Regions from separate parts of the Ovis aries genome. Here region 1 is linked to region 2. The links are chromatin contacts, called in public Hi-C maps. All regions are on one chromosome and are shown on one strand. Each heading gives the region's core, a stretch centred on a gene start, on an enhancer-like site or on the middle of the called end of the contact. The rest is flanking DNA. Distances are from core to core; before and after follow the strand shown.

Region 1 (7,843 bases), core at 3,347-5,846, 150 kb before region 2:
AAATACAAATCATATATTCTAATACTGGTATCATGTTTCCCAGGTAACCTTGAATTCATATAGTTAGGTTAAAAGGATTTTAAAAAAAGAAATAAAGAAGCCCTTGACTATTGTTTAAATGTTTCCCAAATACAATTGGTTCTTTAATTTTATTTGTACTGTACAGATGATTCTAGTTTATTTTTTTAAGAGTGAAAATGAATATAAATAAAGCTATCATAGCTCATTTTTTCTGTAAATTTTACTTCTTATGTGGCACCAATATATATAATCTTTGAGGTCTTTTTATGATTATTGGAAGAGAGTAATAGCAACATTGTGAAAACAGATGAAAAATTTTATCACCAGTGTTCTTTGTGGTTTTCACTCGGATGTATAGTCCTGCTTTAATTAGAGCTGTACATTGCTGGAATGAAAAAGAAAACTAACCTAATTTCTTTGAAAGTAGTAAAAAGAAACTTTTTCCATTCTTTTTACCTACTTTGACTTTCATATGACTTGTATTATTTACTGTTTAAAGGGAATGATGTAAAAGTATTTGCATAGAATTAGGCATACTTTTAATATTAGTCCTTTTATATATATATATTTGTGTAAACATAGTATTCTTTAGAAAATAACGTTGAAATTCTACTCAGGCGTAATCTTCCTTAACCCTTTAAGATTTTTATTTCATATGGAAGTATCTTCATGTTAGTTATTCATTAAAATATCAATGTCCTACAGTTGGTATTACATATTTAATTTTTAAATGTTGAAGCCCCATGATGAATAATAAAAATATTATATAACTAGAAGACTAAGAAGGGGCTTGTCATATAGTCTTTGTGAATATACTTCATGTTATTTGACCAGAAATGTCATCCCTAAAAATTTTTAGTAATTATTTACCAAACTTAAAATTTTCTATAGATACAAATTTTTCTTTAAGACAAAAAAAATCATAGCTAGAACTTTGGTCTTTCTCTGCAACTAGATAATTTAGTGTTAAATAGTATGACTTGTTTTATTATTATTATATAGTCTTTCAGTCCACATTGGAAACCCCAGTTTGTGTTCTTTCTTTCTTAAGCTGTCAGTTCTGTCCTCCCTGCTTGCTTTTTAAGTAGACGTCATAGCTTGAGAATGTCGTAATCATTTTTCCAAAGTGAGCACACTGTACTGTTAATTTGTTAGAGTAGTTTAAGGTTTTGGGAGGTGGTTACAGAGCTGTACCCTAAAGACGTCTGGGGAACCTGCTCAGCAGTGGGAGCTGAACGGGTGTCCAGGAGACGGCTGTGCTGGAGGCGCCCGCCACGCGGGGGCGCTGTGTTGCTGTGACACACGGATGTGTATGGTCCAGAGTGACACAGTGGGGAAGGGGTAGTCATCATGATCCTTAAAATAAGGTCCTTGGGTTGCTTAATGTTTTAATAATTGTTACTGATTGTATTTCTACTTACTACAAAATTAAAAATCATTTTTCAGTTCAGTTCAGTCGCTCAGTCGTGTCCAACTCTTTGAAACCCCATGAATCGCAGCATGCGAGGCCTCCCTGTCCATCGCCAACTCCCGGAGTTCACTGAAACTCAGGTCCATCGAATCGGTGATGCCATCCAGCCATCTCATCCTCTGTTGCCCCCTTTTCCTCCTGCCCCCAAATCCCTCCCAGTGAGTCAACTCTTCGCATGAGATGGCCAAAATATTGGAGTTTCAGCTTTAGCAGCATTCCTTCCAAGGAACACCCAGGGCTGATCTCCTTTAGAATGGACTGGTTGGATCTCCTTACAGTCCAAGGGACTCTCAGGAGTCTTCTCCAACACCATAGTTTAAAAGCATCAGTTCTTCCGCGCTCAGCTTTCTTCACAGTCCAACTCTCACATCCATACATGACTACTGGAAAAACCACAGCCTTGACTAGATGGACCTTTGTTGGCAAAGTAATGTCTCTGCTTTTTAATATGCTATCTAGGTTGGTCATAACTTTTCTTCTAAGGAGTAAGCGTCTTTTAATTTCATGGCTGCAGTCACCATCTGCAGTGATTTTCGAGCCCCCAAAATAAAAGTCTGACACTGTTTCCACTGTTTCCTCATCTATTTCCCATGAAATGATGGGACCAGATGCCGTGATCTGAATGTTTTCTGAATGTTTCTGAATATTTTCTGAATGTTGAGCTTTTAAGCCAACTTTTCCACTCTCCTCTTTCACTTTCATCAAGAGGCTTTTTAGTTCCTCTTCACTTTCTGCCATAAGGGCGGTGTCATCTGCATATTTGAGGTTAGTGATATTTCTCCCGGCAATCTTGATTCCAGCTTGTGCTTCTTCTAGCCCAGCGTTTCTCATGATGTACTCTGCATATAAGTTAAATAAGCAGGGTGATAATATACAGCCTTGATGTACCCCTTTTCCTATTTGGAACCAGTCTGTTGTCCCATGTCCAGTTCTAACTGATACAGGTTTTTCAAGAAGCAGGTCAGGTGGTCTGGTATTCCCATCTCTTTCAGAATTTTCCACAGTTTATTGTGATCCACACAGTCAAAGGGTTTGGCATAGTCAATAAAGCAGAAATAGATGTTTTTCTGGAACTCTCTTGCTTTTTCGATGATCCAGCAGATGTTGGCAATTTGATCTCTGGTTCCTCTTATAATTATGAAACCAGCTTGCTTCATAATTTGAACGTAATTTAGACACATGGAGGAGAGTGGATGTTACATAAAGTAACGGGGAATATTATCAAGAGTAAATGTTTCTGACAATGATGCTTGCTTGTTTGCTTTTATTTGTCTTTCATTTTACTGATAGGTTTTTTTTTTCTTTTAAAAAGTTTTTATTGTGATGGCTTTTTATACCTGAATAACTGCTTTTGTCAAAGAAATGATGAATGACCGTGTTTATTTTAAAAAGGATATATAGGTAATGTACTGACGGCGTCTGGTTTGTGGTATCATTGACTGTCTTAAATAAAAATTCCTCCCTTAAAGAGTTTGTTTTTGGATGCTTGGTATCCTACCAGCCCAATCCTTTCTTCCGACTCCTGACCATTTGGCCACTCAGACCTCTCCCAAGAACAAGGTGCAAGGACTCTCCTGGACTTACTTGGGCAGGGTAACCAGAAACCCAGTAGCATAGCCTTCAACTGAAAGAGCTTTCTTTTTTTCCATCAATTTTTTTTCTTTTAAATTTCTTTTAAACCATTTATTCTTTCACTCACAAAGTATTTATTGAGTACTTAACATTTGTCAGCGACTATTCTAAGCACTTGAAATACATCAGTGAGCAAAAGGAAGCCCTCACCTCCGCAGTGGGGCACACTTGGGGGGGGTTGCTGAGATGAGGAAGGAAAACAGCCGCCCGAAAGAGCTGAGGAGCGGTGGGGGTGAGGCGGGGGCGGGGCTTGCTCTTCGTACTAGAGTGGTCGGGGTCCTTAGAGAACTTGAGCAAAGGCCTGAAGGTAGGGAGTGAGCTTATCCAGACATGCACAGCAAGGCTAGTGCAGGCAGCAGGCGACGAGAGTCCTCTGAGGCCTCTTCTGAAGGCCTTGGCTTTTACTCATTTCACAAGTGAGCCGCTGAAGGTTTCTGAGGAGTCATTTGCTGTGCCTTATTCTGGATCACTGCAGCTGCTGAGCTGAGCACAGACAGTGGTGCAAACAGCACCAGACCAGATGGGAGGGCAAGGCTGGGATGCTGGCCCAGTGGGGAGTGAAGACGGGCCTGGGTATTCTCTGGAGTTGGAGTCCACTGAGTCTGAGGTGTGAGAGAGTCTAGCACATTCACAAAACGTCTAGGATTCCACGTTTGTCATGATACAATAAAACGTCTAATGAGGCCAGATGACCCCCTACAGCAGTTGTGAATTAGTATTTAAGAGTTCAGAGGAACTGGGATCTAGCCTTAGGGGCCTCATCTCTGTTCAAGTACCTCGACTTTGATCTCAGATTAAAGGTTGGGCTCCAGCCTTGAACTGTTATTATCCCCTTCCCGGTGCCCTGTGCATCCCCTCCGTGTACTGCTGGGCAGAACGCCTAGTGTGCTCTGGCCCCGCCACCCCTCTACTACTCCCTGACCTGCACGGTGGCCGAGCGGCCTCCATGGTCTTCTCATAACAGGAGGTTTATACAAATGGGGTTAGAAACGGCCTTAAATAACAATCATTTCACTCGAATTCCAACCAATAACTTAAACAGAGAAGTCATTACAAATGCTTTCATGCGAGTGGGTGTGAAAACGATGAGGTTCACCTTGACCCCTACACGCAGCTGGACAGGGCGGCTTTTTGTCTTCTGCTCTGTTGGCGTCCAGACTCCAGTTCTCACCTCGGGAAGGTGCCCGGGAACCACGGCTACGCAAAGGACCCCTTCCTCGCGGCGGATGGCCCCGGAGCGGGGAGAGGGCGGGGCTGGTGCGAGCCCGCCCCGGGGCGTGATCGGGGGCGGGGCGCCGCGGGCCAGCCTGGGTGAGGGCGTGGCTCACGCGAGCCCCGCCCCGGCTATGCTTGGGGGCGGGGCCTCCGTGGGGCGGGGCGAGGGCGTGGTTGGCGCGGGCCTCGCCCCGGGGCGTGCTCGGGGCGGGGCCGGGCCTGGCGCCACGCGGAGCCGCCCCGCCGCGCCGCCCCCGAGGCAGCTCGCGCGGTCGGAGTCCGGCCGCCAAGCCCTCGCGCCCTTATCTGGGTGCCCTGGCCCCCGACTTCGGGTTTGCGGGCAGCGCATCCGAGTAGACGGTTGGCGCGTGGGGACGGCGGTGACCTCGGGCCGCCCGCCCGGCGCAGATGGCTCAGGCGAGGATCAGCGCCAAGGCCAACGAGGGCCGCTTCTGTCGCTCCTCGTCCATGGCCGATCGCTCCAGCCGCCTGCTCGAGAGCCTGGACCAGCTGGAGCTCAGGTGCGCGGGGCGGGGGCCGCGCGGGGACGGAGCTGCGGGCGAGGACCGGGGGGCGAGGGCGGAGCGGAGGGCAGCGCGGCGCTGGGTCGGCGCGGCGGCCCCCCACCCTTCGGCGGCCCCGAGCGCCGGGACCGCGCGACCCCGAACAGAGGAGGTAGGGGGGACGTGACTCGAGACGACGGCCGTGCCGCCGCGGAGCTTCCAGAACCTTCCGCGGGGGGCCAGGTGTTTCCGGCCCACTCCCCGCCGCGAGCGGTTTTAGGACCGGGGCCGGTTAGTGGTTTCTGTGCTGAGCGACCGAGCCCTTTGCAAAACGGAAAAATCCGTCTGGCCTCAGGCCCGAGAGCAGCGGACAGGTGTCTCCCCAAGCCGCGCTCGGCCTCACCGGGGCGCCGTCCCACCTTCCCGGCCGCCAGGGCCCGAGCCGCAGCGCTCCCTCCCGGTCGGGGTGTCCCTGCGGTCGGCGTGTCCCCTCCCGGTCGGGGTGTCCACGGCGGTCAGCGCGCAGAGGGAAGCCCTGGCGGCGAGGGTCGGGCTGAGGTCAGCGAGGATGTGACTTTGGAGCAGGGCCCGGGGTCAGGCGCGCAGAGGTTACCACCGGTCAGGAGGAGCTGCTGTCTCCCTTAAAGCTTTTAGTGCTTTTCTGAATTTGAGAAGATTTAGGAATCTGAGTTCCTGAAAACCGGAGAGCCTGTTTTGCCAGTTTTCCCAGAGCACAGAGTGCCTCACCCCGGCTCTTTCCCTGAATTCTTTCCAGGCTGTGCTGCTGTCAGTTTCTATAGAAACCGGTGTGGGGACCCTGCTTAGTGACAAATGTAGTCACCGGCTTGTATAGGATTCCTAAATAATGTGTAAGAAATTTGGGAAATAATCTTTTCTCTAACAGTGAATGAAGACTTCTGTGTACTTCCCATAACTTCTTATTGTCATTGAAGGTCCGGTAAATTGTGTGCAGGTGTAATTACAGGCAGATCTTACCAAGGCGTCCAAAACTCCCTAAAACCACAGGTAATTTTTCCCATAGTTACCAGACTCTGAGTGAGCAAAGGAATACATGTAAGACACAATTTTAAGAAGGGCTGCATATGTGTCTTTATCTCAAAACAGGACAAGGGGTCTGTTTGCCAGTAAAGTACATTAATAACCAAATGAGGCACTTATTATCATTTATTAATATTTATGTTGACTTTCATCATTTATTGTATAGTTCTTTTTATTATTACAGAAAGAAACAATGTCTTCTCAGAAAATGAGACGCTCACCACCACGATTTCACGGAGAGTGACAATGGTCCTTCTCCAGCTGAAGCAGGTGGAACAGGCAGAGCAGTTCCTGTGGACGATTTTATGTAGCAGCGTTAACAAGTGACTGAGCGTCTCTGGTCTCAAGAACTTTGAGGGCATGTTCTCAGCCATTTCAGGGGGGCTCTTCCCTAGTTGGAAAGAAAGGATGTTTTCTTCTCAGCTCGGGCAGGACACAGTTCCTTTCTTGAAGCTGAGTTATTGTTCTAAGACTTGAATTGATGCCTCACATAGGGCAGGTGCTCATCTTTAAAAGGAAGTTTCTTGTTTGAAATATTACGTTCTAGGGCTTCCTTAATGTGAAATGAATTCTGATTACCGTGTACAAGTGGTTAATCACTTGCTGAATTAACCCTTGAGCTGAGACTGATAAATGTGTGTTCAGTTGTTCATTTTAAGGACTTTTCTAGTTTTAGACTGATGAGCTTTGTTTCTTTCTTTTAAAAAAAAGTGATGCTGACAAAATTAAGTCTTTTGGAAGGTTAAGTAAAAAATAGAGAAGTTTATGAAGGCAGATGGGTCATGGAAGAGAGCACTGAGCTGTTAGAAACTAGAATCAGGCCCAGAAGATCAAGTTTAAAAAGAAAACAAGACATTCATGTGTTAACTGTCATTTACTTTCATGTTACGAGTGGCTAATAAAGCAGTGTTGCAGGCACACTGAAAATCACAGACTGTACCAGGAGGTCTGTGTTTACTGTCCCTCTGTTGTGCTAGTCTCAGCAAAAACTTTCTCCGCATGAAATCGAAAATAGAATTATGCTCAGTGCTTCATGACCTGCCATGTGAACTGGTGTCCATGGTGTTTAAAGTTTTTCAAATGTTTGACCGCATCTCACAAATCGCTGAAGAAACTCCAGTTGTTTCTAATGCGTTAGCACGAAACTAGATCTCCTTTTTTGCTTCCTCCTAAAAAGGTGATGTCTCTCTCTACGGGTTTTCGTGACCGTGCAAATGGCCTCTGACTTTTCCATTTGTCAGTGGCTCTGAGCACTTTGCTCACGATTGTTACTAGTTTAGCAGTGATCATATAATTCATAAATGATACCCTCCAACAGGTATCTTAGCTAACCAGCATGACTACAGGTCCTGTGTCTTTGTGGAAATTATGTCACCCTCATTGTCCAGGCGGGAAATTGAGGCTTGAGAAGTTAAAAGAGCTCAGGAGTGGCTGCAGAGCTTAATGCTTTACGCCTGAGTTTTCTGAGTTACTATGTCATATTTCAAAGTGTAGGAATAGTATATGATTTTACTGAAAGAAGTGAAAATTCCACTTAGATCCGGGTTTAGATCAGGGGCTGTTGAATGCCATCTCTGCAGGGTGTGAGTGGCCCTGAAGCTCCGGCTGGTGGTGAAGATGCTTGGCCACGAGGTGTGGAGAGCAGCCCAGGGGACGGATGGGACGGGGAGCTGGCTGCTCACAAGTGTCCGCAGAGCAGCCTCCTGGGCACCGGGCCACCAAGGAACAAGGGAGGGAGCAGGGACCTGGGTCCTTTAGCTGAGTTTCCTGCTGGGCTGACCCGACCCCCGGAGCCAGAAGACAGCACCTCAGTTAATACTGTCAGAGCCTGTAATTTAAAAGGTCACTTCTCATAGACGGTATCATATGAACCTTCCAAAACCCTCCAAGGCAGGAGGACATCCATTGCCTCCTTTAGCAGCAGTAAAGGTCCAGAGGGACT
Region 2 (7,107 bases), core at 3,089-5,588:
GGGGGGCAGGGCAACTCTTTCCAGGAGTCTTGCCTGGACAATCCCATGGACAGAGGAACCTCCTGGGCTCCAGTCCATAGGGTGGAAAATAGTTGGAAATGACTAAAGTGACTTAGCACAGACATACATCGTAGGGATGTGAGCACTCCTTCCCTGGTGCCTCAGATGGTAAAGAAACTGCCTGTGTTTAAGTTAAAAAAGGGCCAGTTTAAGACCAGGCTGAAGACAAAGCCAAGAAGAGTTAAATAAAAAGAACAATAGCAGAGAGGGATGGTTTTGCACCTAAAATTTTGATTGCAACACATAACATATGCCTGGATTGTAAGATAAGAATGGGAGTTGAAGAAGGTAGCCCACTCACAGTAGTGAGAAACACTGCAGAAAATTGTAATGGTAAGTTCTTACAACCTTGAAATCATATGGTATACATCAGTTCAGTTCAGTTCAGTTGCTCGGTTGTGTCCGACTGTTTGTGACCCCATGGACTGTAGCATGCCAGGCTTCCCTGTCCAACACCAACTCCCGAAGATTACTCAAACTCATGTCCATCGAGTCGGTGATGATATCCAACCGTCTCATCCTCTGTCGTCCCCTTCTCCTGCCTTCCTTCAATCTTTCCCAGCATCAGGGTCTGTTCCAATGAGTCAGTACTTCGCATCAGGTGGCCAAAGTACTGGAGTTTCAGCTTCAGCATCAGTCCTTCCAACGAATATTAAGGACTGATTTCCTTTAGGATGGACTGGTTTGATCTTCTTGCAGTCCAAGGGACACTCAAGAGTCTTCTCCAACCACAGCATCAATTCTTCAGCGCTCAGCTTTCTTTACAGTCCAACTCTCATATCCATACATACATGGTTTTACGTATTCTGCTCTGTTAAATTCATAGCGTCCTAAACATTTTCCCCGGTCAATATTGTTCAAAAGCATATATATTTACAATATCCAAGACATGGCATCAACCCAGAAGTCCATCATCAGAGAACGGATAAAGATGTGGTACATATGTACGACTCAATATTACTCAGACATAAAAAGGCTTCCCTGGTGACTGACATGGTAAAGATTCTGCTTGTAGTGCAGAAGACCCGTGTTTGATCCCTGGGTTGAAAAGATCCCCTGTAGGAGGAAAGGGCAATCCACTCCAGTGTACTTGGTTGGAGAATTCCAGGGACAGAGGAGCCTGGCAGGCTACAGTTCACGGGGTTGCAAAAAGTCAGACACAACTGAGCAACTAACACTAATACTTTCAGCCATAAAAAGAATTGAAACTATGCCAGTTGCAAAGACTTGGATGGACCTAGAGGGTGTCATACAGAGTGAATAAGGTCAGAAGAATGAATATCACCTATTAATACATACATGTGGAATCTAGAAAAATGGTACAGATGAACCTATCTGCAAAGCCGAAATTGACACAGATGTAGAAAACAAAGGTACAGACACTAAGAGGGGAAGGGAGAGTGGGATGAATTTGGAGATTGGGATTGCCATATATATGCTACTGGGTATAAGATAGATAACCAGTGAGAACGTACTACTGTACAGCACAGGGAAGTCTACTCAATGCTTTATGGTGACAAAGAGGTGATATATGTATATGTATTCACTCTGCTCTACAACAGACAGTAACACAGCCCTGTAGCAAGTAAACCCCAATAATTTTTTTTTTAAGCCTGTGTAATGTCTCACAGGGCTTCCCTGGTGGCTTGGTGGTAAAGAAATATGCCCGCTAATGCAGGTGACACATGTTTGATCCCTGGGTTGGGAAGATCCCTTTGAGAAGGAAATGGAAATCCACTCCATTATCCTTGCCTGGGAAATCCCACGGACAGAGGAGTCTGGTGGGCTCATGGGTTCATGGCATGGTGAAAGAGTTAGACACAACTTAATGACTGAAGTTAATTTCAGGACTTATGGACTTCCCTGGTGGCTCAGACGGTAAAGCGTCTGTCTGTCTATAATGCGGGAGACCTGGGTTCCATCCCTGAGTCGGGAAGATCTGCTGGAGAAGGAAATGGCAATCCACTCCAGTACTATTGCCTGGAAAATCCCATGGATAGAGGAGCCTGGTAGGCTACAGTCCTTGGTGTCGCAAAGAGTCGGACACGACTGAGCGACTTCACTTTCCTTTAATGACTGAACGGTAACAACTGACATATTAGTGAAATTGGTAGTTTTGTGGTTAGCACTGTGGTGCTTGGCTAGTCTCTGAGACTTTGAACCTGGCTCTGCCAGCTACTAAGTGACCTTTGAAGTGACTCAACTTCTCTGTTGTACAATCCGTATCTGTAATGTAGGTTAATAACAGAGACCGCAGCAATGAAATTAAAGGATGCTTGCTTCTTGGAAGGAAAGCTATGACAAACCTAGACAGTGGGTTAAAAAGCAGAGACAACGCTTTTTCAACAAAGGTCTATACGGTCAAAACTATGGTTTTTCCAGTAGTCATGTGCAGATGTGTGAGTTGGACTATAAAGATGGCTGGGCATTGAAGAACTGATGCTTTTGACTTGCGGTGCTGAAGATGGCTTGAGAGTCCCTTGGACTGCAAGGAGATCAACCCTGAATATTAACTGGAAGGACTGATGTTGAATATGGAATACTGCAATACTTTAACCACCTAATGGGAAGAGCTGACTCACTGGAAAAGACCCTGATACTGGGAAAGATTGAAAGCAGAAGGGATGACATAGGTTGAGATGGTTGGATGGCATCATTGACTCAGTGGATATTACTTTGAGCAAACTCTGGAAGATGGTGAAGAACAATGAAGCCTGGTGTGCTGCAGTCCACGGGGTCACAAAGAGTCAGAAGCGACTTAGCAACTGAACAGAACAGAACCTTAAATGGGTTCAGTTCAGTCACTCAGTCGTATCCGACTCTTTGTGACCCCATGGACTGCAGAATACCAGGCCTCTCTGTCCATCACCAGCTCCCGGAGCTTGCTCAAACTCATGTCCATCGAGTCGGTGATGCCACCCAACCTCTGTCGTCCCCTTCTCCTCCCGCCTTCAATCTTTCCCAGCATCAGGGTCTTTTCAAATGAGCCTTTTAAATGGGTTATGGCAATACAATGAACTGACATGTAAGTCCCTCAGAACACGTTCTGGTACAAGGTCAGGGTCAACCCCTGTTTGGCCCAGGCTAGGCAGATGCTCTGAAGCTTGACACTGTTTCAGCTCAGTCTGCATTTCCGAAACCTTGAACGTCTTGACGGCTCCTCCCCTCCTACCTTGACAGGGACTTCTAGAGGCCTCTTTTGTGAGCGAGACCCGCCACCTGGCGGCCTCAGTTCTGAAACGCTGCCGCGCACAGTGGGGGCCGTCGCCTCCCGCGCCTCCCGCGCCTCCCGCGGCCTCGCCGGTCACCGTCCGGCGCCCCGCGGTCTCCTTCCGCAGACGCCGAGCGTTCCTGAGTGCGCACGCGCAAGGCGTGCGTCCCGGCTGGACCGAGGTCCCCCTGCGGACCCTCGCCGCGCACCGAGAGTGCGGAAGGGGCTCGCCGACCAGGAGAAAAGCGGGCTGACCCGCGGTACGCAGGCCGCCTAGCCGCCGCCTCTGTGAGCGGTGAGCCGGGCCTCCCGCTCGCCGGGCTCTCTGAGATTATCACCCAGGGTCCCAGTCTGGAGCCGGTGCTGACCCGGCGCCGACAGCTCAGACCCACGCACACGTAGTGCAGCAGTGAGAGTGACAGTCGCTCCGTCGTGTGCGACTCTTTGCGAACCCACGGACTACACAGGCCATGGGATTCTCCAGGCCAGAACACTGGAGTGAGAAGCTTATCCCTTCTCCGTGGACCTTCTCGACCCAGGGATCGAACCCTAGTATCCTGCATTGCAGGCGGATTCTTTACCAGCTGAGCCACAAGGGAAGCCCAAAATCATCTGGCAGCGGTGGGATTCGAACCCCGACCCCTACAGCCGCTGCTGCCAAGTCGCTTCAGTCATGTCCGACTCTGTGCGACCCTATAGACGGCAGCCCACCAGGCTCCCCCGTCCCTGGGATTCTCCAGGCAAGAACACTGGAGTGGGTTGCCATTTCCTTCTCCAAAGCATGAAAGTGAAGTCGTGTCCGACTCTTAGCGACCCCATGGACTGAAGTCTACCAGGCCCCTCCGTCCATGGGATTCCCCAGGCAAGAGTACTGGAGTGGGGTGCACTGCCTTTTCCAGACCCCTAGAGACTGGATCTTTAATCCAGCGCTTTATCACGGCCACGATACATAGTGCAATACCTACGACAGAAATCCAGAGACCGCCCCACCCAGAGGGCCCCACTGAGCATGCGCAAGCCTGGGCTGGGCGGGCTTGGGGGAGAGGGCGGGCTCCGCGGTCCAGCCATTTCCGCTTCCGGTCCCGTTCGAACTCTCCCGCCACCTGAGGAAAGCTGTTGTCGTGTTTATCTGTGTTTGGTGTAGTTGCAGGTGAGAGGAGCCGCCGGGGTTTGCGAAGAACAGTAACCCTGGGGTTGAGGTGTGCGAGCCTGGAGAATGGGGAGAGCGGCGGGCGCGGGGGGCGCGAGTCCGTCCTGGTTGCTTGTCTAGGCGGAGGCGGGTGCCGGGGCTGACAGACCGCGTTGGCTGAGGGACCGCGGAGGCGGCGTGTCACTCGGCGCCGCTGGACGCTCCGGAGAAGAGCTCCGACGTGCGGCGCCTCGGAGACAGCCGTCAGTTTTCAGGGGTTGTCAGGGAAGAAGCCCACCGAGTCGCGTTCCTAGCCTGAAGCTCCCGCGCTTTCCTCCGAGTTCGGGGTCGCAGCCCTCGGGCAGTCTCAGCCTGACCCTGGAGAGCTCAGAGCCTTCAAGGCGGAGCGCGCAGACGCCTGGAGAACCGCCCGCGTCCCCTGCTGTGGACGTTGCGGGAAGTCACGACCGCTGCCCGCGTCTCCGCAGGGCTCACCTCTCCCCACCGCCTGTGTACCGCGGTTCCAGCGGTGTTGTCGAAGGTCTGGAAGACAGGGACACGACTCAACATGTTGTGCGTGCTCTTCAGAATCAGTTGCCAGGCAGAATGTTTTCCTTTGTGTGTGGAGTTATTTTTTGTTTTTAACTCCATTTCCCACCGTTTTTTGTGCTTGCTTCCAGGGTAACAAGATGGAGTTTTCTGGAGGAAAACGGAGGAAACTGAGGTTGGCAGATGACCAGAGGAATGCTTGCTACCCACATAGCCTTCAGTTTTACTTGCAGCCACCTTCTGGAAACGTATCTTTGACAGAATTTGAAACGTTGGCTATCGATAGAGTTAAATGTGAGTGATTTGAATTTGAATTTTTGTATTCCTGAGAACCTCACTTATACCTTGTAGAGATAAATTAGAGTAATTTATTTCCTTCTTTAATATTTGCTCAGGTTTTTCGTTGAGATTTTGCTGTTCATTCATTTTTTCCATGTACTGTGCATATTTATTGAGTGCCACTTTATTCTAGGCGGTAGGGATTTTGAGCTGAGTAATGAAATTGTCATCTTTGTTGAAGCTGTATTCTAATACATGGAGACAGATGTCCAAAGCAGTAATTATAGTTTAGTATTTTAAGTGCTCTAGTAGAGGTGTTATTGAAACAGATGGGAATGATTGACCTAATCTGATTAAGTGAAACTTCTTAAGAAAAGTTGAAATGTGACCTGGATCTTGAAGCACGAGTAGCAGTTTCTCAATAGAGAGGAAGGGAGCGGTTTTTGCAAGCTGAGCTAATGGTCTGAAGGAAGAGTTGGAAGCACCAGAGAGCGTGAAACACTGGAGGGAAAGGTGGCAAGTTCAGGGTGGGTGGAGAGCTGTGGGTAACCAAGGGTGTTTTGTACCACGCTAATGCTGTGATGGCATCACCGACTCGATGGACGTGAGTTTGAGTGAACTCCGGGAGTTGGTGATGGCCAGGGAGGCCTGGCGCGCTGCGAGGGCGTGCTGTGATTCATGGGGTCGCAAGAGTCGGACACGACTGAGCGACTGAACTGAACTGAATGCTGTGATAAGTGTAAGAAGGATGTAGCGATTTTCTTGAGCCTGCTTGTCTTCTCTGTGTTGGTGGAAGAAAGAAAGAAGTTCGGTGTCAACTGCAACAATAGCACTGCCTGCAGAGTTTATGTTCCAAAGCATATCCTGATGGGGAGATCAGAAGTAGAAGTGAGATACTGTTAGTCATTCTTAGAAGAGCTGGGTGAGAATTGCTAGTACAGAGTACCTGTATTATCTGTTTGCTGAATAAAAGAGTAAAGGGCAGGGAGAATGGGTTCTGGGAAGCTTAGCATGGGTTCTGCGATGCCTCATAGAGGTTAAGTGGTTGAAAAGGGTCCCTTCAGTTTGGCCCTGGAGGTGAGATGGTGAGGCAGGGACAGGAAGGGAGACATGGAAGGGATACCAAGGAGGTGTAAGTGACAGGGTTTGATGACTGCTTGGGTGTGAGGAACAGGGGATCAGGTGAGGAGGGCTGAAGTTCCAGGGTGGCTGATCTCGTGGGTAGAAATGCTGCTGTTAGAGGTGGGTGGCAGGAAGAGGAGCAGGATTGAGGGGCAGAGAATGAGTTTGGTTTGGGAGACCATAATACGGAGTCCCTGCTGGACATGGCCTCAGGATTCATTTCAGAAGTTTTTCATTCTCAAATTAATCTCTCTTTTCTCACCAATGGAAGAAGAATTCATCCGAGGAAGAGTTGACAGGGGCTTCAGGAGCCTTTGGACAGAGCGAAGCATCTAGTCAGAGTGGCTTGTTTGCTGCTTTACTGCTGTGTCTTCTTCTCTGCTTCATCAGGAAGGGGCTGGCTATCTTCCGAAGAGTCTGTGCTGAGTTGGTGAAGCACCCGCCTCACAACCGGCTCAGCACGAGGGCTGGATGCGCACGCTGACACACTTGTGCATCCCTCAGCAGTGATGCTCAGTACATCATGATTGTCCCCATCCCTCTCTCCCTTCCAGTTGAGAATCCCTGGTATGAGGTTATGCTGTGGGATGTGGTTATTTTCTGCATATGGTTGGAGGTTATTCTCTTATAAACATATATAACATGTAATGTGCTTGCAGAAAATGAAGCTTAAGTATTGTTATAAAAAGTAATTATGGAATTGCTATCCATAGATTTGTCTTAGATTTAGTTTTTTAAGATTACCTTGCATTTATAC

What was found. A called contact is a pair of places that touch in the nucleus more often than the background predicts.
Region 1: a contact with region 2 is called in a Hi-C map of skin fibroblasts, with 2.6 times the contacts expected there. The contact joins the promoter of BAG2 here to the promoter of PRIM2 in region 2. A contact is called at or near these places in 2 of 16 Hi-C or Micro-C datasets (skin fibroblasts and tail adipose tissue).

The regions. Positions count from the first base shown.
Region 1 is chr20:3,196,567-3,204,409 of ARS-UI_Ramb_v3.0, reverse strand. BAG2 (BAG cochaperone 2) reads left to right here and starts at 4,596. Exons shown (of 3, transcript XM_015102638.4): 1 at 4,596-4,860. The coding sequence starts at 4,748. LOC121817381 (a long non-coding RNA gene) reads left to right here and starts at 4,863. Exons shown (of 2, transcript XR_006057255.2): 1 at 4,863-5,868; 2 at 6,086-7,843. ZNF451 (zinc finger protein 451) reads left to right here. Exons shown (of 14, transcript XM_027959110.3): 14 at 1-2,960.
Region 2 is chr20:3,042,313-3,049,419 of ARS-UI_Ramb_v3.0, reverse strand. It overlaps PRIM2 (DNA primase subunit 2), which reads left to right and starts at 4,338. Exons shown (of 14, transcript XM_042236743.2): 1 at 4,338-4,470; 2 at 5,081-5,243. The coding sequence starts at 5,090.